Regions from separate parts of the Mus musculus genome. Here region 2 is linked to region 1. Evidence: chromatin contacts called from public promoter capture Hi-C data. All regions are on one chromosome and are shown on one strand. The core of a region is the stretch at or near the end of the contact, and the rest is flanking DNA. Distances in the headings are between cores, read along the strand shown.

Evidence for each region. Promoter capture Hi-C pulls out the DNA fragments that hold promoters and counts their contacts.
Region 2: a promoter capture Hi-C map of the HPC-7 cell line shows a contact between it and region 1. The contact joins the enhancer-like site here to the promoter of Ankdd1b in region 1. A contact is called at or near these places in 10 of 39 promoter capture datasets (the C10 cell line, the HPC-7 cell line, embryonic stem cells and 5 more), 2 of 484 Hi-C or Micro-C datasets (ECoMG-derived neutrophils and trophoblast stem cells), 1 of 115 datasets of contacts at active chromatin or transcription factors (embryonic stem cells) and 4 of 9 other capture datasets (adipose tissue, liver, macrophages and 1 more).

What each region holds. Positions count from the first base shown.
Region 1 is chr13:96,467,856-96,472,519 of GRCm38.p6, reverse strand. Ankdd1b (ankyrin repeat and death domain containing 1B) reads left to right here and starts at 1,301. Exons shown (of 15, transcript NM_001369169.1): 1 at 1,301-1,580. The coding sequence starts at 1,409.
Region 2 is chr13:96,576,935-96,581,838 of GRCm38.p6, reverse strand. The region is part of intron 3 of Cert1 (ceramide transporter 1); the gene reads right to left. Gm46436 (a long non-coding RNA gene) reads right to left here. Exons shown (of 2, transcript XR_001781022.2): 2 at 1-4,904. Among named protein-coding and RNA genes, the nearest start is that of Gm46436, 7.4 kb to the right of the region's middle. Within about 2 kb of position 3,023, at least 10 of the 459 cell types and tissues checked have an H3K27ac peak or open chromatin away from gene starts, as enhancers often do. A contact at or near this core is called in the HPC-7 cell line, where this site is marked.

The DNA of each region.
Region 1 (4,664 bases), core at 52-2,551:
TTTAGGTTGCATGTCAGGTATTTACATTACAATTCATAACAGTAGCAAAATTATAGTTATGAAGTACCAAAGAAATAATTTTGTGATTAGGGGTCACTACAACATGAGCAACTGTGTTCAAGGGTCGCAGGCAGCATTAGGAAGACTGAGAATCACTCGTGCAGAGCATAAAATCACAATGCTTCTTATCTTGTTGAGAGCTTTAATACGGAGAGAGCCCAGTTGGGAGTTTGGAAGCGATTTGTGTGCTGTAATTATTAGAATAACATGGTTCAGAATTCTGTGGAGTTAGTCTGATTTCCACTGTTAATATACTGATACTCTTTTCCTGTACACTCTCATCTGGTAGTTGGGATTTTATTTATATTGTTTTGTATCCCATTTTCCATTCACATATGATACTTTGCATGTTAGTCCTGCCTTATATTTCTACTAGTATTCATTGTCGTATACTTGCTATTGTTTTGATCATAATATCCTACTATAAAGATTAGGCCTTTTTTTTTTTAAGTTCTAAATGGAACTCTGCTAGGTACACTTTGTCATGTTGGGTTTTTCCCTTGATACATCGAGAAACACTGATTTGAATTTAATACTGAAAATTTGGTGCACAGTAATTAGAAAGCAAAGCAAGCTTTAAATGGACATCGATATCATATATATTTTAAATTCATTGTATGTGAGTACCACTGAGGCCAGAAGAGGGCATTGGGAGCCCTGAAGCTGGAGTAACAGCTGGGTTGAGCCATCCAGAGCTGGTGCTGGAATTCAAACTCTAGGCTTCTGCAAGAGTGGTAAGTGCTGCTGAGCACTGAGCCATCTTTCCAGCCCTAATATTATATAATTTATATTAAAATGAAACACCTCACCAATTCATAACAGAAAATAAAAGTCATTTTACCTCTTTTATTTGAAGTTTATTTGAAGAGTCAGGATTTCTTGGACCTGTTTCTGAATTATTTTAATTTCTAACAGACCAGCCAAGAAAACTGGTAATTTCATGACTATCAAATGAAAAATTGAGTCTTTTTTTTTCAAGGAGGAAATTCTGGAATCCCAACTAGGAAGTATTTAATATTGAATTTCCAGTAATGAGTATGGACTATAAATCAAACCCAGATATTTTTAAACTGTACAGGGAACTGATGGATCATGAACTGAGCATTTCCGAGGGCTTGTAGATTTCTAGAAACGTTTCCTTTTGTGTAGAGCCAAACCCTAGAGTACATGGGATGCCACACCTAAAGGCGGACACCGCAGACCAGCCCAAGACAGGGAAGGGCTGGAGAACGGAGGGCCTGTGCCTAGCCATTGGCTCCAAAGAGAGCAGGCTCAGTCCTGCGCTCCTGCGTGGCGCATTTGCAGTCCAGCTCCACACCTTAGTGGGGTCCCTACAGCAAGGGTGACCATGAACCCTGAGAGTGCCCAGGGCCACGGAGCGAGGGCTCCGATGCTCCAGGCAGCCAGGGGCCTAAAGGCCAACCTGAGGGATGTAGCCACCAGACCCTGGAGGAGCCTGGCCAGGATGCCGAAGCCGGAGGTGCAGGACCCGGAGACAGCAGCTGCAGGACATGAGGGCTGTGAGTCCTGGGATGAGGTGTGATGGGCAGAGGGTGGGCTCAGGCCAAGAAACTAGAGGGACACTCACTGAAGCCTGGAAGGATACAGGTACCTGGCAACCCTCAGGATGTTCTCTAATGCTGCCCCTCGCCCCCTTACTGGCTGGTTTTTAGCTTTGAAGTTGTCACCACTGAGTGTTGATCCACACCCTATACTCTGGATGGGAGGGTCGTTTTTTTCTAAGCGGAGGAGGAGATTGTTTAAAGAAATGAGTAAGCCCTTGTCCAGATAAGGAAAGAATTCCTTGTGCCTTTGTCTTAAATCACGGTTTGCGCGCAGATTTATTTGTGTGACTTCAAGTCACTTAACCTTGTTGGGTTTAGGTTTCTAAAGCTTGGGGAATAGATCAGCTATGCCTCGGGAATAATAACACAAATTGAGCGAGGCTACACAGAGGAAGTCTTCAGGAGCGGAAAATAAAGGACTCGTGTATCTTCAGGGCACACTATGGGCTCGCGTAGGTGAACTCTTTCCTGAAGCCCCGGCCTTGGCAACTGTGTATCGTTTCCTTAATATAATGTGCAGTTACTTAGTTTCTTCCAGGACTATGTTCTAGGGCCTAGTACTTTCAAGAGATGTTTCAGGAGGACAAGGCAGCTCCTGGGTTTGTGGGGCTCGATTTCTGTTGTGGAGGAGGCTGACGGATCATGAACAAGGAAGTTACAGGGGTGACAATTTTAGGGAAAGGCCACCAAGTAAAGTGACCTGGGTGGCACCAGGGCACAGGAGGACTTTAGGTCAGGAGACAAGAGCATGTTTGGGCAGGCACTCAAATGAGAGGAAACAACCAGCCACGGGAGGTTCAGGTAGAAACTGAGACAAGCAAGAGTCAAGCGGATGCAGACGTGGAGTCCCTAAGATTAAAATGGCGAGAAGGCCCAGCCATTGAGGGTCGTGGTGAATGAAGCTGAGAGCTACTGAGACTGGAGAGGGTTAGACTTCAGATGGTGAATGTCTTCTAAGGGTTGAAAGCTCCACACTAGCTAAATCTTTTAGTGAGTGGGGTTAGTGATGTGTTTATAAAAAGATAAAGGAAAAGGGGGAATATGTCCTATGGAGGTGTGGTGAGGTATGGGGAAAGGGGATGTCTCAGCGGGTCCGTGCCAAGGCATCCCTTCCCCCTGAGGGACCAGGATGGTATAGTATAGAATAGAGTTTATTCAGGGCATGGGGAGGGGAGTTAAGAGGGTAGTAGAGGCAGAGAAAGGCGCGGGGGTGGGGGTGGGGGGGGTGGATAGAGGAGTAGAGGCCAGTCATGAGCATGTGGAGAGATGGGGGGGGGGGGGAATGGGGAGAGAGGCAGGAAGGGGTGAAGGGACAGAGAGGGAGCAAGAAGGCTAAAGAACAAGAGAACAAGAGATCAAGAGAGGGAGGAGGGGGCAAGCAGCCCCTTTTATAGTGGGTCAGACCTACCTGACTGTTGTCAGGTAACTGTGAGGAGGAACATACCTAGCTGTTGCCAGGTAACTGTGGGGTGGAGCTTAGAATGCTTACAGTTAGTGGAAGGAAGTTTTCATATTACTGAGAGACGACCTCAAAGAGGATTCCATGACAGATCCTATTCCTTTCTTCTAGCTTCTCCATACATATTCACTGTGCTCTCTTGTGCAACCACAGCCCAGCCACCCCACTCCCACCCCACCCCAAAAACCTGACCATGTGGCCATGGAATGAGACCTCCGAAAGCCAATTAGCCCTTTTCTCATTCTTTATCAGTTGTCTCGGGCATTTTGCTAACACTGGATAGTAGCTAGAACAAGCCCAGTCCCCCTAAGAAAGAAACATTTAAGAAACAAACTTGATATTGTATTTGTCTCAATTTCAGGCATTTAGATCAATGTGCATTGGTATGGCATTGGCAGTCTTAATTTGTGTTTGCCTCATGGTAGTGGTAACATTTTATCACTTTGGTCCCTCTTGTTCTCTTGAAGTCTTTTCTCTGTATTTAAATTGGGTTGTTGAACTTTGAGAGCTAAGTATTCTGGGCGTATTTCATTTGCCAGAAATATTCACAACCTCCATAACCTGCTCTGCAGCATATTTTGATCCTCGATGGTACTTCCCATAAGAGTGCAAGCTTTACATTTTGATGAAATACAGTTTATGAACTTCTTTTCATTTGCAGCCATACTGTTGTTGTGCATGTTAGAAATCTTGTTGGGGAAAAAAAAAAAAAAAAAAAAAAGCCGGGTGTAGTGGTGCACGCCTTTAATCCAGCGCTCAGGAGGCAGAGGCAGGTGGATTTCTGAGTTCGAGGCCAGCCTGGTCTACAAAGTGAGGTCCAGGACAGCCAGGGCTTTACAGAGAAACCCTGTCTCGAAAAACCAAAAAAAAAAAAAAAAAAAAAAAAAACCCCAAAAACCAAAACAAAACAAAAAAAATCTTGTTGAACCACAAACTATGAAAAATTTCTCATTTATTTTCTCCTAAAAGTTATAGTTTTGTGCTCTTCATTTACATAGATAGTCCATTTGTATATAAGATATAAAGTTTATATCAGGCTTCAATATGGTGCCCAAATATTTAAATACCATTTGTTGAAATAATTATCTACTCTCTGTTGTCAAAACTTACAAACATTTGTCAAAAAATAGCTGATATTTGTGAGTGCTTATTTTTAGGCTGTATATTTTATTCGGTCGGCGTATAGATCGTTAAACACCCTACTAATGTGATTTTGCACATAACTGTAAGGTTATTATACACTAAAATTAAGTCATGTGACTCTTCCAACATTGCTTCTCTTTTTCAAAATTGGCTTGGTCTCTCAAAATTGTCTTTGCCTTTATATATTTTTAATGAACTTGTTAATAGCTACACTATTGGAGGGGGTGGTTCGTTCTGGTGCTTTGATGGGGAATCTGCACGAGAACACTAAAGATCCTGTTCCCCAACTGGCTCTTGATTGATCACTAAAGATGCTATCAGCCAATGAGCTGGGCAGAATAGGTGAGACTTGCAGTTTCCTGCGTACATGCTAGAAGACACAGGAGAGGAAAAAGGTTTTGCTATGCTTCAGAGGGACCACCAGCTACCAGCCATGT
Region 2 (4,904 bases), core at 1,774-4,273, 110 kb before region 1:
CAGTGTTTTTATAGGTGGCAAAAAGGAATTCTGTTCTGTGACATCATCAAATCCTCACTCATAAATAATGAACTGAAAGGGAAAATGTACATAAAGAAATGGTTTTAAATGAAGAGTAATTGTTTAGGTTTGTAAGACTAAAAGTAGGGTTTTTCTATTTTTTTCTCATGTAAAATACCACAGAAACCCGTAAAATAAACGCAAGAAGAAAATTTGCAGGGTGGATTTGAAACACACCATAAGACTTGTCAGATTTAACCATATGGGGAAGATACATAACTCTATAGCCGTGAAAAAAGCCAATATTAACTAGAAATAGAGGGCTATTCTAAACATTTTAGGGTACTGTTGTTTTTTTTTTTTTTGGATAACATCCTCCTGACTGATCGATGGTCACATGACCCATTAGGGTTCATCTCTATGTAAGCTGGGAGTAGCACCTATCTGAAGATACTCTAATAACAATGCACTTACGTAAACCTTAATTACTCCTTTTATTCCTCAACATATCAGATGGGTAGGACTATAACCAACCAAACTAACGGGCTAAGAAATGTAGAGTAATGTAAGTATTCCTAGCACTAGCCTTACTTTATATGTTTCATGTGTCTGAAAAATAATAGAATTCTTTGTAATGAAAACACTACTAGCCCAGGGTACATTCATTCATCCTAGTACTCAGTCTGTACCACCTAGTACCTAGTACTCAGTGCTACAACTCATCCATCACCATCAGATGGACAGATAACATTGATCTGGGAACCAAGGAAATATAAATAAAGAGCTATTAGACCACCACTAAGACTTGAAGGGAAAAGAATCATTCTGCATCCTTTGATCTTTTTTAAAAGAAACATTTTTCCCAGCTAGTGTTTAATCCATGCATAAACTTAGCAAATTATTTCTACTATTGTCCATACATGTAAGCAATGCCACCCACCATTACTTTCCCATATCAAATACAGAAAAGCAGAACCCATCTGCTCTAGTGACTGCTTGAAGACTTCACTCCCAAAGAAAAGTTCTATACAACATTAAGCTATTGTACAAAATGGCATATATTTGTAACATGTAATTTCATATTTAAAGTCATCTATATTAGTTAGCAATATGAGATAGAACTTAAACATTGTTTTTGCCCTCACCTGTTTCTTAGCTAAAGAAACATAAGTGAATTAGAGACAGACAAGAGAAGAAAAATAAGATGAAAATGTAGTAATAGTCACATACATTGTTCCTGGGAAATATGTGACTAAACATTTTAAATACTTATAAACCTAGTAAACTATACCCCAGTGTCAGACTTTCATGGCATTGCGCTCTGAAGGACTAGAAGTAGAGCCCTGGCAGGCAGGCAGGCAGGAGACAAGAGCTCAATGTCCTTCTCATCTAAGCACTTCATCTCCCGTTGCTTCTCTCCAAGGCAAAGAATGGGATTTTTCCTGCCAGAAGATTCAAACCTGCCATGAGGGCTTCTGGGGTGAGAACAAATCAGTTTCCTCTCTTTGTATGGCTTATGTACTCCAATACAATAGCCTAAACTAGCCAATTCTGGGGCAGAAAGAGAGCCCATCCTACCTCAAAACATAGAAAAGTTTGGGCTCTGCCAGAAAAACTTGGAATCTGTCTTTGGAACCCTTTCTACATAGGGAGTCTGTCTCTTTGTGCACTTCTGCTTTTAATAAAACTTGGCGGAGTGCTAAGACCTTGCTTTTCCTGCTTTTTTATTCTTTAAATTGGCAGAGAAAAAGAATTCATTCTTATATCCTTAGATGATCTCAGCATGGTGGCCTCATGAGTATAACCCTTAATCCCATTCATAAGTTTAAACAAAAATAATCATAATTGTATGATTAACTGAGACTGGACCAGGGATGATCAGTTTATACTAACTGATATGAAAAAGCAATCAATAAGTTCTTGTTCCTTTCCTCTTTCTTTCTTTCTTTCTTTCTTTCTTTCTTTCTTTCTTTCTTTCTTTCTTTCTTTCTTTCTTTCTTTCTTTCTTTCTTCAATTGGGCACTACAAAGAGTTTAGGGCAGCCAAAGTTGAAGTTAAACTGAAGTAAAGTCAGCAAAGAATGTAACAAACCAAGGAGAAGAGATGGAGGGAGAACAGAAGTTACAAATAAACAAGAACTATGACAGAAGAGGGGAGGATAAAATTAACCTGCATCAACTGTATCTGAGGGCAAAGCCTGAAAAGGGATCAAATTTTGTTACCAATCAGATCACTTAAAAGTTAAGTGCATAGCCGAGACTTTCTCTGATTAAGTACGGTATTCGATACTCTCTGGGGCTTAGGACAATTTTATCACTTATAGAACCTAGACTGGCCTCTATTCTCATAAGCTAAAGAGCATAATTAAAATGAATGTATCTTTCATATCAGTGTTTGTATTTTCTCAAAATTTTAATTCATTTGACCTAAGTAGATATCTAAGTTCAACTTTTCAAATATCTGCACACTTCACGGCTCTCAGTCCTGAGTGACTTTCTGCAGCTTCAGACCCTCATTGACTCTTGGTGCTACTAACTTCTGCTTTTGTCCTTTGTTTTGTAGTGCTGAAGACTATACGCAAGCTCTCACACAGACCTGACATACTTTCTGAACTTTTCAAACTGATTTATAAGAATTTCTATGATTAGACAAAAAAAAAATCTTATCAAGCTAATGTCTTCAGCTGCATGTATGATAAATGCCAAATACAATCAAGCTGGATATTGTAGAAAGCTTGGCAGAAATAGTTTCATTATTATAAATAGCTTTACTGTGTTAGAGTTAAAACTTTTGCTTTTTATTTAGACAAAAAGGGGGAAATGTTACAGGATATTTGATCACACGGAACCCTGAGATTGTGTTATTTACTGGAAAAACCTGTTTTTAGTTGTGGTGTGTCTCAGCTCTAGCACATATTTGTAATCTAAGAGCTTTCTGCTTGACTATTGTAAACAGGATTAAATGAAGCCAGCCATAGGTCAAGGGGTGAGGCAAGTAACCAGTTAACAAGAAGTGAACCTGGGAGTAAGTGGAAGTCAGGAGGACAGATAGAGAGGTACACAGGAAGTAGAAGGAGAGTCATTGAGTTCAAGAGGTTTTGAGATGGCATGGGAGGAGAGAATGTTTGTGGGACACTGGATGAGGAGGAAGGTCAGCTGGGTGATTTCTCTGCCTTCCTGAGCTAGTGGACTTTCACCCCAGCATCTGGATCCTGAGTCTTGATTGGTAAAATCGAATGGTTGAGATTTTTTAAAAAAATATTTTTTTCTTTTTCACTGCTCATATAAAATTTTCCCAATTTACTTTTGATATTTTTTATTTGTTGAAATTAAAATTCTGCAATTGTGTTTGGTCATTATCACAAGAATTTTAACTGTAGAAGACACCAGGGATGCATCTCAATTTTTAAAAATAACACTAATAAACCATTTATACATTTCTTTCATAAATTGGCTACACAAAAAATGCACACAGAGGCCCTTAAATATAGAGGCATACTAATACCAGAAAAATGTTCATTGAATCCAAATACAAACCAATCACCTAAACTTCATATAGTTTTTTAGTTTACAAAGATTAAACATTCTCATTTGAAAGGCAAAATGCCAAGAGATTTAAATATAAAACTTTTATCTTAGTAAGATATTCAGTGTTGTACAAAATATAAACTGACTTAAAAAAAAGCAAAGCCAAAAAATTGTTTCTAAATAAAATTATTCATTTCATATATACATGGCCTTCCTTTTCTATATATTTTGAAAACAAATCTGATTTTAAAATGACTTTAGAACTGAGTACTTTCTTTTATAACAGTTATTATTTAACATCACACTAAAATATGCAGTATCTAATCTAACAAGAAACAAACAGAAGTCATCTCTTTGAGACTTTTGCTCCCAGTGAGCAGGTTATTCTGGGTGAGTTTACTAAGGAAGGAAAGCATAAGTAGGCACTGAGTATAGGACCCTACTGGATTCATAACTAGTAGTCATCTAACACTGGGCATTAAGGGTTAAAGGGAGAGTTTGGGAGACTTCAAAAAATTGTAAATTTTTTGTGCCCAATTTGATAATTCTTATAAATTAATATATCTGAGTCCATAAGGAAACTTGTAGTCTAAAAAAAACCATAAACATGAAGAATTATTAAAATATGAGAATAGCCTGAATCAATAAGTCCATGACTTAAGTCAATAAGTTATTTCCTGTAAATACATACTTGTAGGATGGCAGAAGAACTTATTGGCTAAAAGCCCACCCTCTTGGGTTGGAAAGACTGGCTCCTTTACTTACCAGTGTCTAACCTTGGACAGGCTACTTAATCTTTCTGTGCTTCAATTACCTCAGGTAACAATGCTATTCTCATATAAATATATGAGTAAAGTAAGGTAAGTCTATTATGCAGTTTACACACATTCATCCTCAAAATTAGCTATCATTACCTCTCTATCACTCGAGAAGTCTTAGAATACACAACACTTTTTTCTCATACATGCACCTATGAAAGTCAGAGATAGAGCGTAAAGGCATGTGCTGTATATTTGCATGAAATAGATTAATATAGAGCTTATTGTATAATGAGTATAAGAGGATCCTGGGAAGGAACAGAAACCTTCAGTCCTTCCAGATGTTAAATATTAGTAAAACCTGTCTGGAACTTCTAATAAAACAAGCCCACTACAAGAACCAATCCATACCAATCTAACTCAACCAAACCAAATAAACAAGCAAACATACAATAGCCTTCCAGTGACATGAGAACAGAACGATATGTTTACTATTCCAAACGGACTGTCCAGCTATCCAAAGAGCAGGTAATAGCCAGAGAAAGTAACTGTGAATTGAATGAGCCGAAATGATCAGAGTCCACATCATTCATGCTCTACATTTTTGTTTATCCTGAGT